Regions from separate parts of the Macaca mulatta genome. Here region 1 is linked to region 2. Evidence: chromatin contacts called from public Hi-C data. All regions are on one chromosome and are shown on one strand. Each heading gives the region's core, a stretch centred on a gene start, on an enhancer-like site or on the middle of the called end of the contact. The rest is flanking DNA. Distances are from core to core; before and after follow the strand shown.

Region 1 (6,013 bases), core at 631-3,130, 120 kb before region 2:
AAGCTAGGGAAGTGGTCAAGATGAGAGATGGCAGTGGCTTGGAACAGGAGGACTACTGTTACAGACTAAGAGTAGACAAGAGTCAAGAGATATTCAAGAGGCAAAATCAACAGGACTTCATGAGAGACTGAGTATGAGGCATGAGAGAGGAACTGTCAAACTTCAACTTCTATAGAAAAGAATGGATAGTGATGCTACCCACGGAGTTAAACACAGTAAGAGGAGCTATTTTTCTTCCTGGGGTGAGGGAAGGGAGGTATATCATGAATTTCAAACATGTGAGTATGAGTAGTTATTCCCAGTAACAGGGTTGATCTGTACAGGAAGTATTCCATACTACACAAGTACAATGTGCCTGTATATATTTTATTGGGTATTTATGAATCTTAGAGACCAAATAGGTTTCTGCATGTGAGTAATGTAAACCTAAAAAGAATGAAGGCCCTCACCTTCCATTAGGTTCCCTTCCTTTACACAATCCCCCAAAAGCATTCTTTAAGATTACAGTTTAATGTTGCCTCAAGAAGTAATTTATATACTCAGCTGATTTCATTTTTAAATATTTTAAAAATATTTGTGCTAAAGAATAAGACAGCAAACCAAACAACAACAACAAACCTGCAAAGTCCAAAAGGAATCTTCAAGCATCTGACTTTCAAGCCATCACCAGAACATGACGGGGTTTTACAGTGACAGGCTGATTTGGAGCATTTTTGCCAAACTATTTATTTTTCAGAACGGAGACATGCTACTTAGAAAACTCACTCATAGAATCCAATGTTTTTAAAAAGTGTCATCACAAGTAATTCCTGAGTTTCACGTACTAAAAAACAGTTGACACCTTCCAATGAAGTCACTACAGGCATATAGCGCTTTTAAGCGGCTTGTCTGGAGCCTCCTCGAGTGCTTTAGAAGGTGGATTTGATAATATGGTCTCCTTAATTACGGATCACAGGTATGTGCTCAGTCAGAGTCCAAGAAGTTTTTGCAAGCTTTATCGGTCTAAACCTTCCTCCATCGGTTCTCTTCCGCTTAGAAAAACAAGACTGCAGGAGTAACCGGTGGGGTTTTTTGTCTTAACAAAACACCTGCCCCACCCACCTCACACACAATAACCTTCCATTCCAGAACTAAAGCTACTGTCAGAGAAGGACTGCGGGCGGCAGGGCCCCGGCTGGTGACCCAAGCTACCGAATTCCAGATCTCAGAACTGAGGGGAGCTCTCTCACTCGGTCCTAGAGTAGTGTCCAATGTCCCCGAAAGGTACCACGTTCTCCACCACCGAAACCCGAGCTCCCCAGCCGGCATGGGGGGCTCTCCCTCCGGCAGCTGACTCCGATCCCCGGTCTCCCGTCGCCTCAAGGCCTCTTCCGAGGACTCGGCCCTCTCGGATCAGCTCCCCGGAGCTCGCTGGTCGCCCAGCCCTGCTATGAGCGGGCGCCGACCGCCGATCGCCCGGCCGGCCGCCGGCAGGCCCGTCACCAGGCAACATTCACCAGCCCAGGCGGCCCTGGGAGGCCTACCCCGGGCGCGAGTCCTCCATTCCCTCCTCGCCGGCCCCGGGAGCCCAGGCGAGAGCGCGGCCAGTGAGGGAGGTTGCTCGGTGCCGGCGGCCGGTCACTTACCTCTTCCTTCTCCTTCCAGGAGGGGCGGTGCTGGGGCTCTTTCCCCCCGCCCCCCTAACAAACGCCGCCTGGCTATTCCTGCTTTGCCTTGGTGCCTGGCCGCTGACTCCGGCTTTACTCCATATCCTCCGCCGCCCCCGCGGTCGCAAACGTCGGAGCTGGAGGAGGGAAGGGGGTGAGGAGGGGAGGGACTGGGGACGAAGAGTAAGGGAGGGGGAAAAAGACTAAAAGACCTGCTGGCCGGGGGCATGACGTCACTTCCTGCTGGTTCGGAAGAGGCGGGGCCAGGACTTCTCTCCGCCCCCTGGTGTCAGTTGGGGGCGGGGCTATGGTGCCAGAGGAGGAACCAGCACGCGAGCTTGTGGCGGTTCTTTTGACTCCGCGGTTCCGTAGACTTGGCAGTCAGAACGAGCTTCCGGGCCCAGGGCTGAACGGGCCAAGTTCCATGAACCGTAGAGGTGGCTTCTGCCGGAAAAGGAGGACATGCGGCCCTGTATATCCTAGCCAAAGGTGTAGTGAAGGTGGAGTGGGGAGCTGAGGGGAGCGGGCGGCTGGGACTCTGCTCCTCATCGGGCCAGGGCCCCGCCCATTTCCTAGCCCGCCCCCTTCGTGGTCTCCCAGGCACTGGACTGGGGGACCCAGGACTGAGGCTTTTTAGGGGTTACTCTGGTGAAGTGCCCTTGGAGCATGCAGGAAAGCATTTTTTCCCAAACTTTAATATACATACGAATCCCTAGGATCTTGTGAAAATGCAGATTCTGATTGAGGAGTAGGGTCTGATAATCTGCGTTTCTAATACATGTCCAGATGGCACCAATGCTGCTGGTCCCTAGGCTACACTTAGAGCAACAAGGGGTTAAAGTACTAGAGGGCAAGTTCCTTGAGCTAGAGGAGTGATTTCTTTAATCTAGCCTACTTGTTTAATGAAGGTTAGAGAGGTAGATTGTCCATGGAAAACAGCTAGGCTCCACCGCTCTGTCTTCCGCCAACTCCTTCGAGTACCCTCCTGCCCAACTCCGCCCATCACTTTCTGGCCTCCCCTCCTCAGTCTACGCTCTGCCCACAATGTCTGGGGATAAGATTTCTGGAGTGATTAGACGGGTGACTTCTGTTACAGAAGGAATTTGAGGGTGGTGGATTTTTATTTGTCATTTTATCGTAAACATACGTGTAGTTGGGCATACCTTTTGCGGTTATACGTAGTCGGAGAAGAGAGCTTAAATTCTTGGATTCTACCCACTTCCCCCTGCAAATCTAGAAAAACATTCTAGATGTTCTAAGTTATTCCCTTATCATTCTTTAAATGTTTTAATTAAAATTTTACTGGGGTGGGGAAGAATGAAGAATGACTACGAACTATAGGTTTCTTTGTGGAATGATGCAATGGTCTGAAATTAGACAATAGTGATGGCTGTACAACTTTGTGAATGTACTAGAAAACACTGAATTGTACACTTTAAAAGGGTGAATTTTTATGGCATGTGAACTATATCTCAGTAGTTTTTACTGTCTCCAGTTAATTAAAATATGAATTTATATGTGCCCATTATAACAAGTCGGAAACATAGAATAAAAAATGATGTTAACTTGACTGGGCTCAAATGAAAAACATATATTAAAAAATGAACATCCTCTTTCATCAGCCACCATTACAATCCTTCTTCCCCAAGGTTACTCGTTTGAAGTTTATTCTTCCAGTTCTTTCTATTTATTTACATACATTTTTATGTAGGTTGGGAATTCATTTTTACCTAAGTAGGATAATAATATACAAGTTGTTCTGCTCAGTTCATTTTAAAAAAAATTTTGTTTTGGGTTTTTATTTTTCCCTTCTTAATGAGATCCTTGCACACTATAAACATAGCTCTACTTCATTCTTTCTAATGGCTGGCTACTATTCTATAGTAAGGGTATATCATAATTTAACTGTTTTTTTCAGGTAATAGACTGTTGTTGTTTTTTTTTTTTTCCATTGCCCAGGCTGAAGTGCAATGATGTGATCTCGGCTCACTGCAACCTCCACCTCCTGGGTTCAAGCAATTCTCCTGCCTCAGCTTCCCAAGTAGCTGGGATTACAGGTGCACGACACCATGCCCAGCTAAATTTTTTTGTGTTGTATTTTTAGTAGAGATAGGATTTCACCATGATGGCCAGCGTGGTCTTGAACTCCTGACCTCCACCTGTCTCAGCCTCCCAAAGTGTTGGAATTACAGGCGTGAGCTACCGAGCCTGGCCAACCGTTTTTGTTTCTAATTGAGACAAGGTCTCACTCTGTTGCCCAGACTGGAGTGCAGTGTGGAGGTCATAGCTCACTGCAGCCTTGACCTCCCCGGCTCAAGTGATCCTCCCACCTCAGCCTCCTGAGCAGCTGGGACTATAGGAGCATGCCACCATGCCCCACTAATTTTTTGTATTTTTTATAGCGTCTCCCTGTGTTGCCCAAGCTGGTCTTGAAATCCTGAGCTCATGCGATCCTCCTGCTTCAGCCTCCCAAAGTGCTGGGATTACAGGCATGAGCCACCACTGAACCTGGCCAGTAATGGACATTTTTATTGTTTTTAGGTTTTCATTATTTCTCAGCAATTTTTTTTTCTTTTTGCCCAGAGAAGTGAGATTTCTTTTATTTGGAGAGTAAGTTCAGCATGTGATAAGGACTGTTTTTTTTTTTCATTGCCCAATATGTTCATGTAAGATAAGGCACATCTTTATCTAAACCCCTTAATTGGGAGCAACAGTGGAAGCACTTTCTAGAGCCCAGTATCTCTGCAATGTTTGGTAGTTTCATTTCATAATTTAGATAATTGGGTTATATTCAAGTATTCGACTCAAGTGGGTATGTGACCCTCTGTTTCGTTTTTCAGCAAACTTTTTTTTTTTTTTGGAGACAGAGTCTTGCTCTGTCACCAAGGCTGGAGTGCAGTGGTGCAATTTCAGCTCACCGCAACCTCCACCTCCTGGGTTCAAGAGATTCTCCTGCCTCAGCCTCCCGAGTAAGTGGGATTACAGGTGCATGCCACCACACTCAGCTAATTTTTGCATTTTTAGGAGAGGCAGAGTCTCACCATGTTGGCCAGGCTGGTCTCGAACTCCTGACCTCAGGTGATCTGCCTGCCTTGGCCTCCCAAAGTGCTGGGATTACAGGTATGAGCCACTGTGCCTGGCCTCAGCAAACTTTTTAAACAGCTGTTTTAAACAATTTTAAAAAATTGATTATTTAGTTCCTTGCCTTGATCTCCCTAATGAAGAGCTTACCATGGTTCAAAAGGGCAAAAAGAAAAGGCAAAGAGTTTGGTGAAGCCACAACTCTGTAATAATCAATACTCAAATGTATTTGCATTACTTTTAAATGTGCCCTAAAATAACATTCTTGAAGATTAAGTATAGCTAGTAGTTAACCATGTAATAAGGGTATATAAATTTAGGTAATAATATATTTCACATCAGTAAAGCAAGTTCCTAGGTTTGCTCTGTTTTTATTGGCAGACCCACATGGTGCAACTGAATAAATATACTATAGTTTATGTAAGATGTGAAATGACACATAAGAAGGATGTTAGCAGCAGATATGCCTTCAACAGGCATAAGGTTGTCAAAACTGAAAAGTTTGCATATTTTTGTATAATCTAGATTTGTTAGAAATGTATATTTAATTTTTTTCAGGACGCTCTGGTCCTTTTCAAGCTACTCAGCTATGGGATGGTATTATTCACTCTCTTCAGGCCCAAGTGAAAATAAAAAGAAGGAGGCATCGTTTACGAACATACGAAGACTGTTTTACTGGTTCTGATGCTGTCAATGTGGTCTTAAGTCGTCGTATGCAAAATACATGCCTAAGTAGCAATGAGATCTCTCGTCTTAAAGGAGTTCGTCTTTGCCAAGTTCTAATGAATCACAAAGTATTTGAACCAGTAGGAATGAAGAAGCTTTTCAAAAAAGAAAAGGAATTGGAATTTGAAGATTCCAACACGTCTCTACACGTTTCTAGGCAATAAATCATCTTACAATTGTTGCAAAAGACAAAAGGATGCTGAGAATGAGTTCAATGATGAAATAAAACCAAAAGAAACCTTGAAGTTAGTGTTACCTAAGATACTGTAATATATTTTATTTAGACCCTAGAAGAACTATCTTTATTGCGCTAAACTCGAATGTGTACTTTTTTTCAGAAGCCAATTAAAAAAAAATCCATGTAAAAATTAATACACTTATGCATCTCCTCTAAAACTGGAATGATGCAATAGACTAGAATTAGATAATAGTGATGACTGCACAACTTTGTGAATGTACTAGAAAACATTGAGTTATACACTTTAAAAGGGTGACTTTTGGCCAGGCAGGGTGGCCCACGCTGAGGCGAGATGGACAGGAGTTCGAAACCAGCCTGGCCA
Region 2 (5,766 bases), core at 1,425-3,924:
ATCTTTGAAATAATACCTGCACTATAAGTCTGTCGCCAAATGAATTACTCCTTCCTCTGTGTTCTTATAACACTTTGCTTGTTTTTGGTAAAGTTATTAATATCTAGCTTTATTGAGCTTGGTATATATTAGGGAATTTGTTAAACAGTAGGTACTGATAATATTATCTCTTAATACATGAGATCACTGAAACTGAGAAACATTAATTAGATGAAGTTTACACAGTCACAAAGTGGCCAGCATTTGAACCAGAGTCTACTAACAGAAATGAAAGTCTAAGTAACATGAATCTGCCTTCCAAGCCAGGTCGTTAACTCTGATGGCAGGAACAGAGTTTTTTTGTTTTTATTAAGGCAACCCCAGGATACTTGAACAGTGCCTGGTTTATAATCTATGATAAATGTTGAGTGTAGTTGGCCGGGTGTGGTGGCTGACGCCTGTAATCCCAACACTTTGGGAGGCTGAGGTGGGCCGATCACATGAGGTCAGGAGTTCGAGACTACCCTGGCCAACATGGTGAAACCCCGTCTCTACTAAAAATACAAAAATTAGTCTGATAATCCCAGCTAATCGGGAGGCTGAGGCAGGAGCATTGTTTGAACCTGGGAGGCAGAGGTTGCAGTGAGCCGAGATCATGATGCTGCACTCCAGCCTGAGTAACAGAGTGAGACTCTGCCTCAAAAATAAAATAAAATGTTGAGTGTAGTCAATCTACACATCTTTCCAGTCTTCAAAAAGGGCCAGCTTATTGGACTACATGTAAACTACCTCCCACCTAATCCCCAAGATGTACAACCACACATCTTGCTAATACATCCCTCAGGGGTGGTACAATTTCTTTTCCTGTTGTAGATGTCACTAATGTTAAAAGAAAAACTTCAGCCAAATTAAAGGAGTTTAATTTAACAATGAACGATTCGTGAGTCCGGCAGCCCCCATAATCACAGCAGATTCAGAGAGATTCCAGCACAGCCACATGCTGGAAAAAGATTTCTGGACAATAAAAGGAAAGTGAGGTCCAGAAAATGGAAGTGAGGTACAGAAACAACTGGATTGGTTACAGCTCAGCGTTTGCCTTATTTGAATACAATCTGAACAATTGGCTACATTTGGCCAAAAACTCAGTGATTGGCACAGGTGTGGGCTATGGTTGGTTAATACCTCTGCTTATTTTCGTAAGTTTATGATGTACAGAAAAACCTTTAGGCCAAAGTCAATTATGTAAGGAGGTAGCTTTAGGCTAAACTTAACACTGAGTGATTTTTTTTTTTTTTTTTTTTTTGAGACAGTCGAGCTCTGCCGCCCAGGCTGGAGTGCAGTGGCTTGATCTCGGCTTACTGCAACCTTTGCCTCCCAGGTTCAAGCAATTCTCCTGCCTCGGCATCCTGAGTAGCTGGGATTACAGGCGCCCGCCACCACGCCCAGCTAATTTTTGTATTTTTTGTAGAGACAGCGTTTCACCATGTTGGTCAGGCCAGTCTTGAACTCCTGACCTCAAGTGATCTGCCTGCCTCGGCCTCCCGAAGTGCTGGGATGACAGGAGTAGTCATTTTAATCCCTGAAAATGTTAGCTCTGTTTGGGGCTGGGTAGGGCAGAGCTGTAGAATTGTAGTAGTTTTCCCTATTTTAACAATTTCCTTCCTTCCTTACAGAAATTTTCACATGATATTTACATCTTTAGGTACAACCTAGTGAAGTGGGTAAGGCTGCTGATTAACCTATTTCACAGATGACTAAAATGAAACTAAAAGTAAAGAAATTATTTTCCCCCGGATAACAGCTAGAAAATACCAGAGCCAGGAGTTGAATTATAGGCCTTCTAATTCCTAGGTCCTAGACTATTAGGAACCATTGTCAACCTTTACTTCCTTTAGGATAGCAATAACCAAGGGAAACATTAAATTGCCACATTCAGGTAAGGGAAAGGCTGAATATCTTAGAAAAAGAAAAAAACAAACAAACAAACAAACAAAAAAGAAAGAAAAACCGAAGGAAGAATATGAAGAAAGGCGAGTAGGTCAAGAGAGCAAAGCAAGCAGAGGAGTTAATGGCCGATACTTAAACCATTCTGAGGAGGCCGGGTGCAGTGGCTCACGCCTGTAATCTCATCACTTTGGGAGGCGAGGCGGGTGGATCAGGAGGTCAGGAGTTCGAGACCTACTGGCCAATATGGTGAAACCTCGTCTCTAATAAAAATACAAAAATTTGCCGGCAGTGGTGGTGCGCACCTGTAATCCCAGCTACTCAGGAGGCTGAAGCAGGAGAATCGCTTGAACCCTGGAGGCGGAGGTTGCAATGAGCCGAGATCGCACCACTGGACTCCAGCCTGGGCGACAGAGCGAGACTCCTCTCAAAAAAAAAAAAAAACAAAAGCAAAAAAAAAAAAAAAGTCTGAGGAAATGAAAAAGGGAAGTAGGACGTAGATAAATCAGCCACGGATCAGCGATGGAGACAGGAACAACATCAGCGGAGGAAGGAGGGAGGAGGGAGCATTAAGGCCAAGACGGTTGGTGGATTGGGAGTCAAGGCCCTTGTGTCGCGATGTCTAAAAGGGACACTGGCGCCAGGGCCGCAAACCTCCCGCCCCCGCCCAGAGCCCGCCCAGAGCCGGCGTTGGCCCCGCCCGGCCTCGTGCCGGCCCCGCCTGGAGCCGCCCCGCCCCCGCCCTCCCCCGAGTCTCTTAGGTGATGCTGCAGCCAAGATGGCGCCCGCGGCGGCTGTGGCGGCCTGAGCGCGATGCTCCGGGTTCTCGGCGGCGGCTGTGGCCTTGGCCGGGGCCTCGCGTCTCTCCCGGTCGTGAGCGATCAGCGCCTCTCCTGTGGCCGGGCTAGCCGGGACAGAAAGGAGACGACCACGAAGAGAGGAGGCAGTGAGCAACAGGACGAGAGCGCGTCGACTCCAACCTCGGCACCATGGCCGGGATCATCAAGAAACAAATCCTTAAGCACCTCTCCAGGTCAGTGAGCGCCTTGGACGTCGGCGCCAGTCGGCCTCCGCCCCAGCCGGCACTGGAGTCAGCCTGCGGCTTCGGGGGCGGCGGCGCATGGCGGCTGTGCGGGAGGCGACCTTCGGACTTCCCCGCTCTGGCCGGGGCAGAGGTCGCGGCCCCGGATCTCGTCGCCCCCGGCGCCGGGGGCTGGCCTCACGAGTCGGTCCCTGACGCGTCCTGCCCCCGGGCGGGGGCGCGGAGGAGCGCGGAGCGTGGCTGGCTGGGATCGCTCCCGGCGCGGCGTCTGGGGGCGTCCGGGGTCCGCTCTGTGTGGTACTGCGCGGAGGCTGGGGGTGGCATGGTGTCACCCAGGTGCCTGGTTAATGTGCGGGGCTGCAACTCGAGCTCGGTGCTCGTTCCCCTTGGAGCAGAGCGGTTCCGTTAACCGAGGGCTTCTGGCGCAATGTGGACTCTTAGTGGAGGCTGTGTTCTCAGTAAAACGTTAACCTTGTGATTGTTCTTCTGAATTCCTCCCACCTTGGCGTTCCCGCTCTGAGGCATCAGAGGGTGTGCCTGTTTGCACAGTTAGGATTTGTTTTAGGTAAATAAGCAGAGTTCGCAGCTTTGGCGAGTTCTTTCTGGAGTCATAAGACCCACATCATTCTTACTGAACTTTTTTTTTTTTTTTTGGTTTTTGCTCTTTTTCCTCTGCAACTCTAAAATTCAGGGAGTTAACATCTGTGGTGATTAAACCCAAGACATGTCATTCTCTCCATTTCATAACGCGATTTTAGTCAGAAACATGACTCAGTAAAGCTGGCAGTTTGTTACTGCTCTTGGCTTCTCCATGTTTGTCTCAAGGCAGGCTAAATGTAAGATCTTGTTCTAAGTTGTTACCAGCGAACTCAAAGCGCTTGGTTAGGATACCTTTCTGTTCTATTTGTAAGTTAATTTTAACTGATTTTGGGAAGACACTTGGTATGATGATAGACTCGTATAGTAAACATAATTCTTGATTCCCCAGATTGTCTTATACCACAGGTTATATATTGGGAACAGAATTACTACTTGTGTGATTCAGCAAATATTTTCCTCACTTATAATATTGAATAAGATATAGCACTTTTTAAAAAAAGTAGCAAAGTATAGCAGCGTGTGTGTGTGTGTGTGTGTGTGTGTATGTATGTGTATATATATATATATAGTATTTTTTAATAGTAGAGACGGGGGTTTCACCATGTTGGCCAGGCTGGTCTCAAACGCCCAACCTCAGGTGATCCGCCCTCCCGGCCTCCCAAAGTGCTGGGATTACAGGTGTGAGCCACCACGCCCTGCGTGAATGTATATTTCTTAATGTTACCACTCATTGGAAAGTTTCTTTTAAAATTATATATATGGTCCAATTCTGAACTATCTTATTTTGGAAGGTTTTATCTATTTTTAATTTATGTCCTCCAGCCTTTCTCATACCCAGCTCCACAAGAAAATTCAGATCTGCAGAAAATGATTTGAATGCCTATTTTCTCACTCGTCCAAGGATGATGCTGCATAGCTAGTACCACTCTAGATGCTTAGAAGAACAGTAAATTAAATCAACAAATAGTGCATTGGAGTTTAATTCTTTTATAGAACTCCATTTGAGAGAGGCTCTTAAAAATTAATAGCATGTATACCAAAGTATAATAACAAAATTAAGAACAAAGATGTAATGGCTTACTGCATGAGATAGAAAACACCCAAATATTGAAAATTGAGTCCTTAGGACTAATTTTTATTTTATTATTTATTTACATCTTTTTTGAGATGGAGTTTGGTTCTTGTTACCCAGACTGGAGTGCAATGGTGCAATCTTGGCTCACTGCAGTCTCCGCCTCCTGGGTTCAATCAATTCTCCTGCCTTAGCTTCCCAAGTAGCTGGGATTACAGGCATGCGCCACCACGCCTGGCTAATTTTTTACTTTTAGTAGGGACAGGGTTTCTCCATGGTGGTCAGGCTGGTCTCGAACTCCCACTCTCAGGTGATTCACCTGCCTTGGCCTCCCAAAAAGGGCCTCACCGAGCCCGGCCCTTAGGGTTAGTTTCTAAATCTTTATGATTTCTAATAGCTGTGTGATAAGTAATGTGATGAGGATTTTTTTGTTTTTTCAGAGATGAATTTTTGGGACGCTTGAATTTTCAGTTATTTCATATTTCAAAACATCCTTAACTCAGGTGACTAAAGAGTATCAAATTCTTATTTTTGGTTAATAAGTTAATCTTAATGCTAATTGCTGTCATCTCCTAAGAGAAATAGTTATTCAGAAATCTAAAGGCAGCTCATAATTGACAAAAGAAGGCAAGTGTTGTGATAAAGTGCAGTTACTCAGGTAGGAATGAACTTTTGAAATTACCTGGTTCAAGTTTAATTTTGTGGAGTATCCAGTAATGAAGATGTCACTACATTGACCTAGTGGTCTGGGATCCAGTAGAATACAGTTTACCAGGAAATAAACATACTACTTTCTAATACTAGACATCACATGAGGCCTGTGTATGCAACCCATTGCACCTTCTCAAAGGAGACCTTTCCTGACCAGAGTTTAAAATTGTGAGCCCCCATACTGCCAGTCCTCTTGCTTGTGTTATTTTTCTCCATAGCACTCATGCTTGTCTGTCATACATATTTATTTCTTTATGTATTTATTTGTCTTTCTCCACTTGAATGTAAACTCTATGAGAGCAGGCATTTTTTTCTTGAGGCTGGCATAAAGTGGATACTCAACAACTATTTGTTGCTTGAATGTGGATACATAACATGAATGAGCTTACTTTCTCTTACATTGCTCTTTTTTTACTGA

The links. A called contact is a pair of places that touch in the nucleus more often than the background predicts.
Region 1: a Hi-C map of cortical neurons shows a contact between it and region 2, with 4 times the contacts expected there. The contact joins the promoter of DEPDC4 here to the promoter of BLTP3B in region 2. A contact is called at or near these places in 3 of 14 Hi-C or Micro-C datasets (CD4 T cells, cortical neurons and fetal cortex germinal zone).

Annotation. Positions count from the first base shown.
Region 1 is chr11:107,611,486-107,617,498 of T2T-MMU8v2.0, reverse strand. DEPDC4 (DEP domain containing 4) reads left to right here and starts at 1,880. Exons shown (of 10, transcript XM_015152558.3): 1 at 1,880-2,146; 2 at 5,286-5,589; 3 at 5,591-5,698. The coding sequence starts at 1,954. It also overlaps a transcript of SCYL2 not described here.
Region 2 is chr11:107,490,902-107,496,667 of T2T-MMU8v2.0, reverse strand. BLTP3B (bridge-like lipid transfer protein family member 3B) reads left to right here and starts at 2,674. Exons shown (of 22, transcript XM_015152555.3): 1 at 2,674-2,956.